Linked DNA regions of Mus musculus: region 2 is linked to region 1. The links are chromatin contacts, called in public Hi-C maps. All regions are on one chromosome and are shown on one strand. The core of a region is the stretch at or near the end of the contact, and the rest is flanking DNA. Distances in the headings are between cores, read along the strand shown. Region 1 has its middle 160 kb from the start of A26c2. Region 2 holds the start of Chrna7 (cholinergic receptor, nicotinic, alpha polypeptide 7).

Region 1 (6,206 bases), core at 1,351-3,850:
TGTATAATATATATGATATAAAATAAGACATAATATATATATGATAAGTGACATATAATAAGTTGGATAATGATGATGATATATGATATATCTGTAGACATTCCATGGAACGTTAACCACATATTGTAACACAAACCAAGCCTCAATAAATACACCAAAATTGAAATAAATTCCCATCTCTATCTTATATCAATGATATAGCCTGTGACCAATAGCAATTGAAACTATAGATATTACAAACTAATATGTGCTCATACAATACATACTGCCCATACATACATACTCATACAAATTCATAGAACCTAAATAACACATTTCTGAATGATAGTAGAGTCAGAGAATAAATGAAGGAGGGAATTTAAAATAGCTTAGAATTGAGTGAAAATATAATATAGGATACCAAAATACATGAGGCACAATGAAAACGATCCTCAGAGGTAAGTTTTCATCACTAAATGCCTATCAAACAAATTTGAGTGATCTGTAAAGAATAAAGTAATGATACATATGAAAACTTTGAAAAACCAAAACAAGCAATGCTTTATTAGAGATGATAGGAAGAGATCATCAAACTGAGGGCTAAAATTAACTAAATAGAAATGAAAACCAAGCAGGATAAATAAAAGGAAGAATTTGTTCTTTCAAAAATATTAACAAATCAAATCAACAGAAAGAGAAAAAATTCTCAATTAATAAAACTAAAGATGAAAGGAGATTACAACAGACACTGAGGAAATACATAGAATCATGAGGATACACTTAAATTTTTATTAAGTGTAAATTTTAAGAGAAAGGATGAAGTTTTAGATATATACAGCCTACTAAAGTTTAATCAAGGCAAAATATATATAATTTTAAAAGACCCATAAAAGCATGGAAATAGCAGGAGTATTTAAAAATCTCCCCAAGAAACACAGCCAGAGATAAATAAATTCAAGCACAGAAGTCTTCCAGGCCTTTAAAGAAACTAACACCAATATTACTTCTAGGCTATTTGTTAATTAAAAATAAATAAACAATGAAAGAAGTGCATATTCCTGGGGTATAGGTCAAGCTGTATCCTACTGACTAAAATTTACAATAGGTCCTTTAATCTCATTGAGCCTTCTTTCTGGTACTCTAAGTTTGATGGAGGTAAAGGGCATGAGACATATGTGGAAAGTGTTCCTGTAATGACCTGTTATTTCTGATTTGCCTGAAAGGAATTGCTGCTCCCCTGAAACCAGCTACAGCTTGGTGACTGTGTTTATGTCCTATTGCATCTGGCCCAGTGTTTGTAGGTGAGCCATTTAATGTGTGATTTTATATCTCTTCACAGCTGCCAGGCAGTAAAAGGTAACACAAAAATCAAAAGACTTATAGGGTGAATGAGAAATGAACCTCAAGTCATTGCAAAAGCTTCTACACTGCTCAGGCAGCTGTGCGTGCTCCATTTTGTTTAAAAAATATAGAAAGTGTTCAGATTAGCACCTGGCAGTCAGTGCACTCCAAATACACATTGTTGCTATGATGCTATTCTATGGCCTCAAGAATGTTAGTGCTTTTATTTGAAACCATGGTACTGTTCATCTATTTCTTGATTAGTGAATCATTCTTTTAAGGCTCAGAGATTTTCATAGAGGAATATTGTATTTGGCAAAAGAAGAGCACAGAAAGCCCTACTTTGAACACCTGTAGACTGTGTGTAAACACCTACGAAAGACTCATGAGCCAAGTGGCATATATCTATAAGTCCTGTATTCTAGCAAGGAGGATGACAAGTTCAAAGCTAGTAAGACCCTCTTTCAAAAACTGAAAACCTGCCAGTGACTCAGATCTTCTTTAAGCTCTGGTTTCTTTGCCTACAAAAGGAGAACAACAAAAACAATAACAACAACATAACACCTGAAAATGTAGTCAGGTATTAAAAAATCTAAGTGCCCCATCTCCTGCTCTGCCCATGATTTTTGTTTTTAGTACTGATCCCAGGTCCCCTATTGTGATGGTTTGTATATTCTTGGACCAGGGAGTGGCACCATTTGGAGGTGTGGCCTTGTTGGAATAGGTGTGACCTGGTTGGAGAAGGTGTGTCACTGTGGGTGTGGGCTTAAGACTCTCACCCCAGTTGCCTGGAAGTCAGTCTTCCACTAGCAGCCTTTGGATGAAGATGTAGAAAGAACTCTCAGCTCTGCCTGCGCCATGCCTGCCTGGATACTGCCATGCTCCCACCTTGATGATAATGGACTGAACCTCTGAACCTGTAAGCCAGCCCCAATTAAATGTTGTTTTTTTTATAAGACTTATGTTGGTCATGGTGTCTGTTCACAGCAGTAAAACCCTAACTAAGACACCTATCTTCACATCCTAAGTCCTTCACTAGTCCTGAGACTCCTGGTTTTCCTAATCATTGTTTCATGCAAAGAGAAGGTACTCTTGTCACTTCTGATATTAGCAGGTTTAGGAAAAAAAAAACATTCCAAGCATGTGACTATATTCAAATTGCCTACATATTTTACATAGCTCCATTGCTTACATAGCTGCATATGCCACAGAGGTAGCTACAAACAGAGAATTATTTGTCATTTTAAAAACAGCTCAGTCTCCCCTAACCCATGCTCCTTCCCTGTATAATGAAAATATCCTATCTTTTCATTCATGACTGTACTGGGTGATCATTTCATTTCATAATATTGATTTTTCTGGGTAGTTCTGAAGGGTGCTGCTTTGGACCTACAAAAGTGAGTGGGTCACAGTCCAGGCATCAATACTCGAAGCCAAGTGTAATCATGGTCCAACATCCTCATGAAAGTAGCCTTTAAAATCACTGTAAGAAAAACTAATTAAACAAGTTTAGCATTAATCATTTCTGGAGGGGAACCAAGCCCAGACAGTCACGCCAGTTGGTCTTAATCACAACCTCTTAATTTAATAACAACCTTCACTGGGAATTGTAACATTGTGTGAGGTGGACCTGGCAAGCTTTTGTATCCGGTTCCAGATGGGAAACCTAATTGATTTGTTCAAATTTGTTCAAAGAGTTTTAAGGCACTGAGCAAGCCCCGGAATCCTGCTGTTCCATCTCTACCAGAAGTCCTACCATTGAGCCAGTACCCAGGGACCAGAAAGGGAAAGAGACTTTATTGTGTGTGAAAATACCAGCTAAATGTTTTTGCTAAATTTAAGTAATTTAAAGGATGTGAGTTTTTTGAATCCTCTGTTCATCCTTCCCGTCCTACATCTTGTTTTCTCTGTGTGTAATTATAGTTCCCAGGGATGACATGTTCTTTCTTCATTATGATGGAGAGATTGAAAGCCTGATATCATTCAATGACATTAAGTGCCATCACTTTCCCGTGCTACTGAGATGGAAACATCTTTCCCCATTCTTCTTGTATTGCATGATCCATTGTTATGGCAGGGCATTCTATATCACACATGTGCGTTTGTGTAAGGGAGTCCTTTGAAATGGGTAGTAATTCACAGGGATAGTACACCTATGACATGCTGTGAAGAGATAGTTCCAGTGTGACCTAGTGATGAGCATTATCTGGAATACAAATCACCATAGACAACTTATTGATTTGGCAATCTGCATAAAGTATATTATTCAGAACAGTAATGTCTAGAAATTAGTTCTAACTCAATAAAGGCATACATAGATATGAGATAATAAATATAATAAGTAAAGTTCAGAAACATATGCAGAAGCTTTTTATAGGAGTTTTAGGATAATTAAACCAGACTGCATTGAATTAAATCACTCTTCACCCAGCAAAATGACAGCATAGAGACTTAGTTATATGAAAAATTCATTAAAGTTCAGAGAAGATTGCTAAGCAGATTGAATGTTATCACTCCACCTTTGAGAAAACACAGGTGGAGGTAGAGTGTCAGAAGGACAAATTTTAGTAATGTGATTTTCATTTTTCTCTTCTTCTTACCCTATTTACAAAAGTAGAATGAAACCCACTCAGTTGTTCCTTTCTGAAGTTATTTGGCTCACAGCTTTACATAAGACTTAACATGACAAGTGGCCTTCAAAACCATTTGTCCATCGTTTTCTGTGTGACTGTTTGGTCTAGTGAGCTTCAAATCTTACACTATCACTACAGAAGAGTTTGCTATCTGTAACCTCCCCCCACGACCCCAGCCTGAAACCTGTTTGCTCAGGTTTCACTGTTTGCAAGAAGAGGGCATGGGGTGGAGCCTGCCGCCCTATCGTTCTGCCACTCCCACTGCTGCTGTCTGCCACTCCCACTGCTGCTGTCTGCCACTCCCACTGCTGCTGCCTGCCGCCTAGCTGTTCCAGAGCCAAACACATGGTCACCTGAAACTGGATTCCAGGATGATTTGGCGGGAATGGGCCCCTTTCCCCTTCTTTATAACCCGGTGCACTGAATAGTAAAATTGAGCTTTAATCAAAACTTGGTTGTCTTAGTTCCGTTCTTTCTCTCGTCCGTTTAGTTCCTTTACTTTCAGCCGCGTAACCTGCTCCTCCTGAGCTGCTGGACAGCATGCAACAGCTATCTGCCTAAGATTTTTATTATAAACAAAAAAGGACACCCTATTTTCTGACTGTGAGGTCTCTGAACAATGGGTCCATGTGTTTCCTCATTGTTGGTCTCCTACCCTCCTTTTCATCACAACAGAGGCTCATGGCTGCCATGTAGGACCCACTCAACAAAAGTCTGTTCTACTGATCCAATCATATTACAGATAGGGAGACTGAGTTCTGACCACCTCTCTATCCCATAATGCTCCTCCCCATTCCAATCACAAATGGTGGACGTCTTAACTAACTGGAGGGCCTCCCAGAAAATAAGGGGTTACCTAAAATGTCCCTAAAAATAAGTCTTCCCTTCTGCCCCACCTCTCCAGCACCACCAACAATAGTAAGTGCTCCTTATGATTTCTCTTAGTGATTCAGAAAGAAAATCTTTTGCACCAGAAAAAAACAAAACAAAACAAAGGTGTCTCAATAAAGACAAGTGACACTGAAATGACGATAGCCCCTAACAAAGACAGACCATGAGGATGTTCAACTTGAATCTGGAACAGCAAACAGTGGGAGCAGAACTGTGGTGTACTAAGAAGAGAAACTCAAGTGTTGGTTGGAGTGGGATAGTTAATGCCAAACACTTTTATGTGTGGAGTGTTAGATGCAGAGCAGACTCTCTTCTCTGGAGTTGGAACCACAAAGCCAATATGCTCCAAGGCTACCATGTGATCTTTGAGCATCTCTTTGAGGTAAGTGTAAGGCTGTAGATTAGCCCACAATAAATACTCCTTGACTTTTTAAAAATTATTTTATTAGATATTTTCTTCATTTACATTTCAAATGCTATCCCAAAGTACCCTATACACTCCCCCTGCCCTGCTCCCCTACCCACCCACTCCCACTTCTTGGCCCTGGTGTTCCCCTATACTGGGTCATGTAAAGTTTGCTAGATCAAGGGACTTATCTTCCCAATGACGGCCAACTAGGCCATCTTCTGCCACATATGCAGCTAGAGACATGAGCTCTGGGGGTACTGATTAGTTTATATTGTTGTTCCACCCATAGGGTTGCAGACCCCTACAACTCCTTCGGTACTTTCTCTAGCTCCTCAATTGGGGGCCCTGTGTTCCATCCTATAGATGACTGTGAGCATCCACTTCTGTATTTGCCAGGCACTGGCAAAGCCTCACAGGAGACAGCTATATCAGGGTCTTTTCAGCAAAATCTTGCTGACATATGCAATAGTGTCTGGGTTTGGTGGATGTTTATGGGATGGATCTCCAGGTGGGTCAGTCCTGGATGGTCCTTCCTTCCATCTCAGCTCCAAACTTTGTCTCTGTAACTCCCTCCATGGGTATTTTGTTCCCAATTCTAAGGAGGAACGAAGTAGCCACACTTTGGTCTTCCTTCTTCTTGATTTTCTTGTGTTTTGGAAATTGTATCTTGAGTATTCTAGGTTTCTGGGCTAATACCCACTTATCAGTGAGTGCATATCAAGGGACTTCTTTTGTGATTGGGTTACCCCACTCAGGATAATATCCTCCAGATATATTCATTTGCCCAAAATTTCATAAATTCGTTGTTTTTAATAGCTGAGTAGTACTCCATTGTGTAAATGTACCACATTTTCTGTATCCATTCCTCTGTTGAGGGACATCTGGGTTCTTTACAGCTTCTGGCTATTATAAATAGGGCTGCTATGAACATAGGGGAGCATGTGTCCTTATTA
Region 2 (6,206 bases), core at 2,721-5,220, 230 kb after region 1:
TCTAAAGACCCATGTTTTATCTTTAAAACATATGCACATTTTCTCATTCTCATCTATAATTCATACTTATTAGATTTAATAAAAAGCTACGGTTAGAATGTTTCCATTTCTAGGAAAATAGGCTCTGGCAAGCTAGTCTTATAGGTTTTCAAAGTCCTGGAATGCTACCTCTTCAAGCACAGAGTCTGTGGCACTCAGGTAGATCACAAGTCAGTCTGTGAATTCTGTAGCATATTCGAGATATTTTACACACTACCCCTTACTACCAGAGAAAAATCACATACTTTTTTAGAAGCATACTAGAAGAAAGGTTGATAAAAGTATTTATGAATTGATCAATATTTTTGAACTTCTAAGAAAGCATAAATTTCCTAAGAAGTCTTTCGGTTAAACCTGAAGCAAACATCAACTGAGAGCAGTCCATGGAAACACCTAGTTGAAGGCAGGGAGCTAGGACCTTATGGAAACACCTTGCTAAAGGTAGGAGCCAGGATTTCATGAACACACCCTGTTGAAGGAGTGTCTCCTCCCTTACATTTACAATCTCCCTTCCCTCTGTTTCCATTACTTAGGGAAGTCTTTCTACTTTCTCTATCTGGGAAACTCCTATTGAAAATCCAACCTCTTGTTCTTTGAAACCACCCCAGCCTCTGTCATTGGAAATAAATGTCCCCTAGTGTGCAATCTTCAGCACTTTGAAAACTATGTCAAATTCCATCACATGTGAAAATCTTAGATTTTCTTCTTAGTCTTAGAGCCAATCAGATCATGTTGCCTCTAGAGGTGAAAGTCCTCTCTTGTTCATCTGTAAACTTTCAGAGCCTAACAAGGCTTACACTGGGAGCCCTATAAACAGAGGTGGAACATGCTGATGGTGCAAACCATCTTGTATGAATAAAATGTATATGTGGCATCATATGCCATCTATGCATCCCTGAAGGCAGGACATTTTGCTGAAAAGGGGGGGAAGCAATAATAAGTTGTAAGAAATAAATTCTAGACTATGGAACAATAGGTTGAAATGAGCAAAATGACCCCCTAGAGATGAATTTGTAAAGAGATTCCACCACAGGAGAAGACTCATAGCCCTCCTGAGAGCTGGTGCCTCTGTCCAGAGTGCTGAGATTTCAGCAAGAAAGACCTGGCTCTGCTTCAAAAAAAAAAAAAAAAAAAAAACGGGGCAGAGCCAAACGGGATTAGAATACAAATGCTTGCATATTTCCTTGTGCCTGATGTAGAAACCTCCTTCTCACCCAGGAGCTTAGGACACACATATTCAATCAGCTACCGCGTATCCAGTTTAAGTAGATTAAGCTAGCTCTGTTCTACAAAAGTAAGTTACCAAGTCTAAAAAGCTTATGATAGGCAAAGGGCATGCAAAGAAACTCCATTTGAGTTTTCCTTAGCAGACTGCCTGCAGTCTTTGGGCATCCTTGGGTAAGTGACCACACCTCTCTAGGAATAGACTTCGTGACCTCTGAATGAAGTCACTACATAATTAAGATGGAGTAAGCTTTCAGCAAATTATCAGCGTGTGGCAAGAACTTCTCTTTTTTAATCCTCTCAAAACCCGTGAAGTGGATATGATTGTTCTCATTTTACACATGAGAGAGCATGGCTGAGAAAAGTTAAGTAGCTTTCTCAAGGCCACTCCACAAACATGCAGCATTGCCTAGTGGGAAGCTCAGTATGTCCGCAGCTAGATCTGAGGCCAAGGGGAGAGGGAGATTTTCTCAAACCTCACTCTCCCCTTGACCTCTGTTCATGACCCTCTTCATATGGTTTTTTTTTTCCTAACTGATATGGCAATAACTTAAAGTTTTATAGTTTGTTGTCTTTAATTTTTTTAAATAGTTGTATAACATAACTAAGTTTTTCCACATCATTAATCCTAGCTTACAACTTAACTTCTACAGGTCAGCAAGCCTTATTGACATATTAACCTGAATTCTAAAGAGGCTTTTCCTTTTCAATAAGCTTGCCAGGCCTGCTCTATTTCTTTGCACAAGCTCTACAGCTGACTAGCCCCTATACCATAAAGCTTACTACCCAGCCAGAGGCTGCTATGAAGCATACAATAAGGCCAGCTTGCCAAAGTAGACCCTGGGCAAGTAGGGACAGAGAAGTCATCTTACTTTGTGGTTTTTATGGAACATGTTAGCTTAGCTACTTTACCCTTCCTTGTATACTTTTTGCAGGAAAATAACTATAATGATGTAGTTGACTTTGAGGAATCTTGACATTATCTCTTTTTTTTCCTTGCTCCTCATGGATCATGGTGCCCAGTGAAGTATGTAGGTGTCCACCATTCTGTTAGCAGGGAAGCCAAACCTCAAGATGTTTATGATACTTCCCAAAGTCAACCAGAAGCAATAAGGACAATGTCTCCACCACTTAACTGAACTGTCCTGTAGGTCTACCCTACCCAAATGCCCAGGAGCCTTTGCACCTCCTCCCCCTCACTGCCTCCCTCCTCCACTTCTCTCTGAACTATGTTCTGCTCCATGGCAGAATCTCCTCCTCACTGTCTGTCACTCAGACTCCAAACCAACAAGATTTCTTCTTCTTCTTCCTTCCCTGTAGTCTGTGCTCTGTAAACTTAGAAAACAATCGTCCACGAGGCAGCAGCTGTCTTCTACATCTCTCATGATAAATCACACACACACACACACACACACACACACACACACACACACACACACTGTGCAGTGCACACTTAATAAAGTAGGATTCTGTCATGGGAAGAGATGCAGATTTAACGGGTATAGTATGAAGTGAGAAGCCATTCATCATGAGAACTAACTAGATTAAAAGGAACAGCCTAGGAGTGAGGGCAGGAGTGGGAAGTACCACCTGCCATGCCACTTTACCAAAGTTCTTTTGGTACCTCTTTGCTCACAGTAGTTTCTCCTGATGAACACAAAAATCCCTTTGCTCCAGCCTTACCCACCTAGAGAACAGACACTGGAACACTTTCTAAGTATTGGCATCATTTGGAAGACTCCACCTATAAAAAATCGTAAAAAGTAGCCCAGCTGGCAGAAGAAAAAAACCAAGCTGTCACAGATACTGCAGGGGTGTGGCTTGCTGCAAGGGGTCCAGAGGACTGCTACTAGCTGCCTGGAATTCTCCAAAAAGGATCGCCCACAACTGTCGTCTCCACAAAATAAAACCAATGACCATCCCCCTAATGGGAACGCTTCTAGACACCTACAGTTGGCCTTCTCCCCAAACAGATTGGCAGCCGAAAAGCCAGGCCCCCACCAAGGCACTACGCAGTCACTAAAGAGGAAGAAAAGCTTGTAAGTATCTAAACTATTCCGGGCTCCGGGCGCAGAGCTGCACTAGTTTTCTTTCTAAGGGAGTCTGAAAGTGACCAAGGAAGCCTGTTCCTGCTACTGACTCCCAGCTTAGGACACTTTGGCCGGGAGTTTCTAGCTAAAAGAAAGATGCGACCCAAGTACCCATGCACAGGTGGCTGGGGGTCCTGCCCGAAGCGCAACCTGGTCCGGGACAGGAGGGTGTGTGGCCCGAGCGCCCCGCCAGACTCACCACATCCATGATCTGCAGGAGGCTCAGGGAGAAGTACACGGTGAGCGGCTGCGAGTCGTTGGCCACCGGCCTCTCCAGCGGGTTGTAGTTCTTGACCAGCTCCTTGTACAGCCTCCTCTGGAACTCGCCTTGCAGGGACACTTAGGAAGCAGAGCGCCCAGCGGGCCTCAGCACGGGGCCGCCACCCCGCCCCAGAGCATCTCAGCCCCGCCGCCCAGCCGCAACCCGGGACCACCCGCCCGCCCGCCTGCCCGCCGGAGTCTGCTCCCCGGAGCCCGCCGCGGGGAGTAGGGCCGAAGCCGCGCTGAGGTTACCGTGCAGCAGCGCCGCGGCCAGAGCCAGCCAGATGCCTCCCCGCCGGCCGCACATGTCGCCGGAGCAGCCGCCGTGTCCCGCCGTCCGCCGGGGCCGAGCTGCCGCTCCAGCCGCCTCCGCGCCTTTAAAGCGCTGCGCGCGCCCGCCGCCGCCGCGCACCCCCACACGTGACAGCGCGCCCCCGCCTCGCGAGCGCTCTCTGAGCCGCGCAGCTCCGTGGCCGCCCCGGGAACTGCATCCCTGCTCAGCTAGTTGATGGCCTCTGACCCCGAGCTACTTGCTCCTGCTACCAACTGTGCTCTGTACTCACACCAGTAACAGTTTTCAGACCCAGTCCTCCAGGACTCTCTCTGGTACCAGAATCTGCATCGCAAACTCAGAAGTTTCTCCAGCCAGACAAGGTAGACCACGCAGGAGTAAGCCTATGTTTTCCCTGCAAGACCTGGTGTTTCCAGCGATTAGCTCCTTCCTGAGGCATAACATACTTTATCAGCAGAAAGCCTGACCTAGTCTCACTTTCTTTTAAAACAGATTCAGAAAATTGGAACATTAACTCCAATCCCTTTCTGAAAAGACAAGCCAAAACTTGATTCTGTCGGCCTCTTTGATTCAAAGAACAGTAAATGAACAAGTAAGGACTGAGGGAGATCAGCCACAGAGACCCTGGTCTAGAGGTATCTTCCTTGCTGCCATATTGGGAGGATGGTACTAATGAGAGCAGTCAGAAGTGAGTTAGGCTACCCCATTTGTCCCCGGAAGTACAGAAAGCACACCTTGATGACTACTCTGGTTTCCGTTAGCGGAATCCATCCTCTCTTCCCACAGACTCCATAACACCTGTGTCATCAGACTGTTGCTCCAATGGGTTAGAAAGTACAACACTAAAAAAGAGGGACAGGCTTATCAAAAAAAAAAAAAAGTGACTAAACTGGAAGTGGTGGGAAGGGGATAGTGACTCCAGCTGCTTGGTTTGCAGGAGCAGTGGCATGCAATACCCTGGAAATGAGTATCTTGAAGGATTCCCATGTTGATTACTAATAGAAGTATAAAGAGTTGGTATAAGGTTTCACAGCTTCAGGTTAAGAGCAAAGGGGGGAAAACTGTTTTGGGAGAAAGTTCATTTAAAAAAAAAAGCAAAAACAAAAAAACAAAAGACAGACAACTGACCAGGGCTCCCGTCAAAGGAGACCCAGTATTCCACATGGGAAGGGGACAGCAGGCAGAGGCATGTGGCAAACAGTTGGGTGTATATCTGGCACCTGGGTACTCCTCATCCTATGTCCAACAGCAGGAACATCACAAAGCAGGCACTTGGTGAAGGAATGAGCTGTAAAGCATTCACTGCCAGGAAGATAGGAGAGAAGGAAAAAAAAAAAAAACATCAGAGAAGGGGAAGCACACAGCATCGGCTAGAAGCAGAAAACCATCTGCACTGGTGGTGGGATGGAAGGGCTCTCTCTTCTATTCTCAGTCTGAAAGTGCCTAAGAGCCCTCGCTAGCACTACAGAGGGATAAGCCAGGAAAACCAACTTCTCCTGAGTGTGGCCAACTGGGATCACATTACAGAAACCATGATTACATCCTTACTGAGTTGGGGAGTCACATTTAGGGGCCCCCAAACATACCACTAAAGCTATGCCCTGTAAGATCAGCAACCAAGGAAATAATCGTCTTTGGGTGGGACAATTGGTCAATACCTGTTTATGACCTATGCTTGGGCAGACACCTGGAGGCTCTGCAAACAACCCATTAACTCAGTTCCTCAGTTCTGAGAAGACTGAAAGCACCTAGTGCTCTCAATGAGACCCAGTTACTTTCATCTGTGCAGTGTAAAATAATCTGAGAGTATAGAGTTTACTCATATGTGTAGGCTCACTGCTTAATCCCATCCTCAGCATAAAGAAAAGGTAAAAGGAAACACAATGTATCCAAGTTTATAAAGGCAACTGGAAACAAACCCTACACACTCCACAAACTGATGGTGCTGCCTTAGCCTAAGGAGAGGCAGAGCAAGGGCAGACTCAAGGATGGAAGTCTAGACTTTTAATGCAGTCCAAGGAAACTGGACATTGTGCCTAGGAGAGATAGGAAGCAGGGATGAAGAAATCTTCATAAATCCACAGACTAAAACAAAATCCCCTTTCATGTAATAGACTAGAAAACCTCTATTGTGTCCCAGGAAAGAGAACCATGTTTTCTGCTTGAGCTATGGAAAGGGAGAAGATAATCCTGTAACCACCGACAGTGCATTAGCAGGCTTAGAGCAGATCCAGCTATCAAATGCCTGTGCTGTTTATATTCAAGGATTCCTCCTCTAGTGGGGGGGGGGGAGCAAAGGG

The links. A called contact is a pair of places that touch in the nucleus more often than the background predicts.
Region 2: a Hi-C map of the N1E-115 cell line shows a contact between it and region 1, with 2.4 times the contacts expected there. The contact joins the promoter of Chrna7 here to the enhancer-like site in region 1. A contact is called at or near these places in 4 of 39 promoter capture datasets (cranial neural crest, embryonic stem cells, liver and 1 more), 1 of 484 Hi-C or Micro-C datasets (the N1E-115 cell line) and 2 of 115 datasets of contacts at active chromatin or transcription factors (astrocytes and embryonic stem cells).

The regions. Positions count from the first base shown.
Region 1 is chr7:62,977,096-62,983,301 of GRCm38.p6, forward strand. No RefSeq gene overlaps it. Among named protein-coding and RNA genes, the nearest start is that of A26c2, 160 kb to the left of the region's middle. Within about 2 kb of position 2,601, at least 1 of the 459 cell types and tissues checked has an H3K27ac peak or open chromatin away from gene starts, as enhancers often do. A contact at or near this core is called in the N1E-115 cell line, where this site is marked.
Region 2 is chr7:63,208,556-63,214,761 of GRCm38.p6, forward strand. Chrna7 (cholinergic receptor, nicotinic, alpha polypeptide 7) reads right to left here and starts at 3,971. Exons shown (of 10, transcript NM_007390.3): 1 at 3,867-3,971; 2 at 3,553-3,692. The coding sequence starts at 3,921.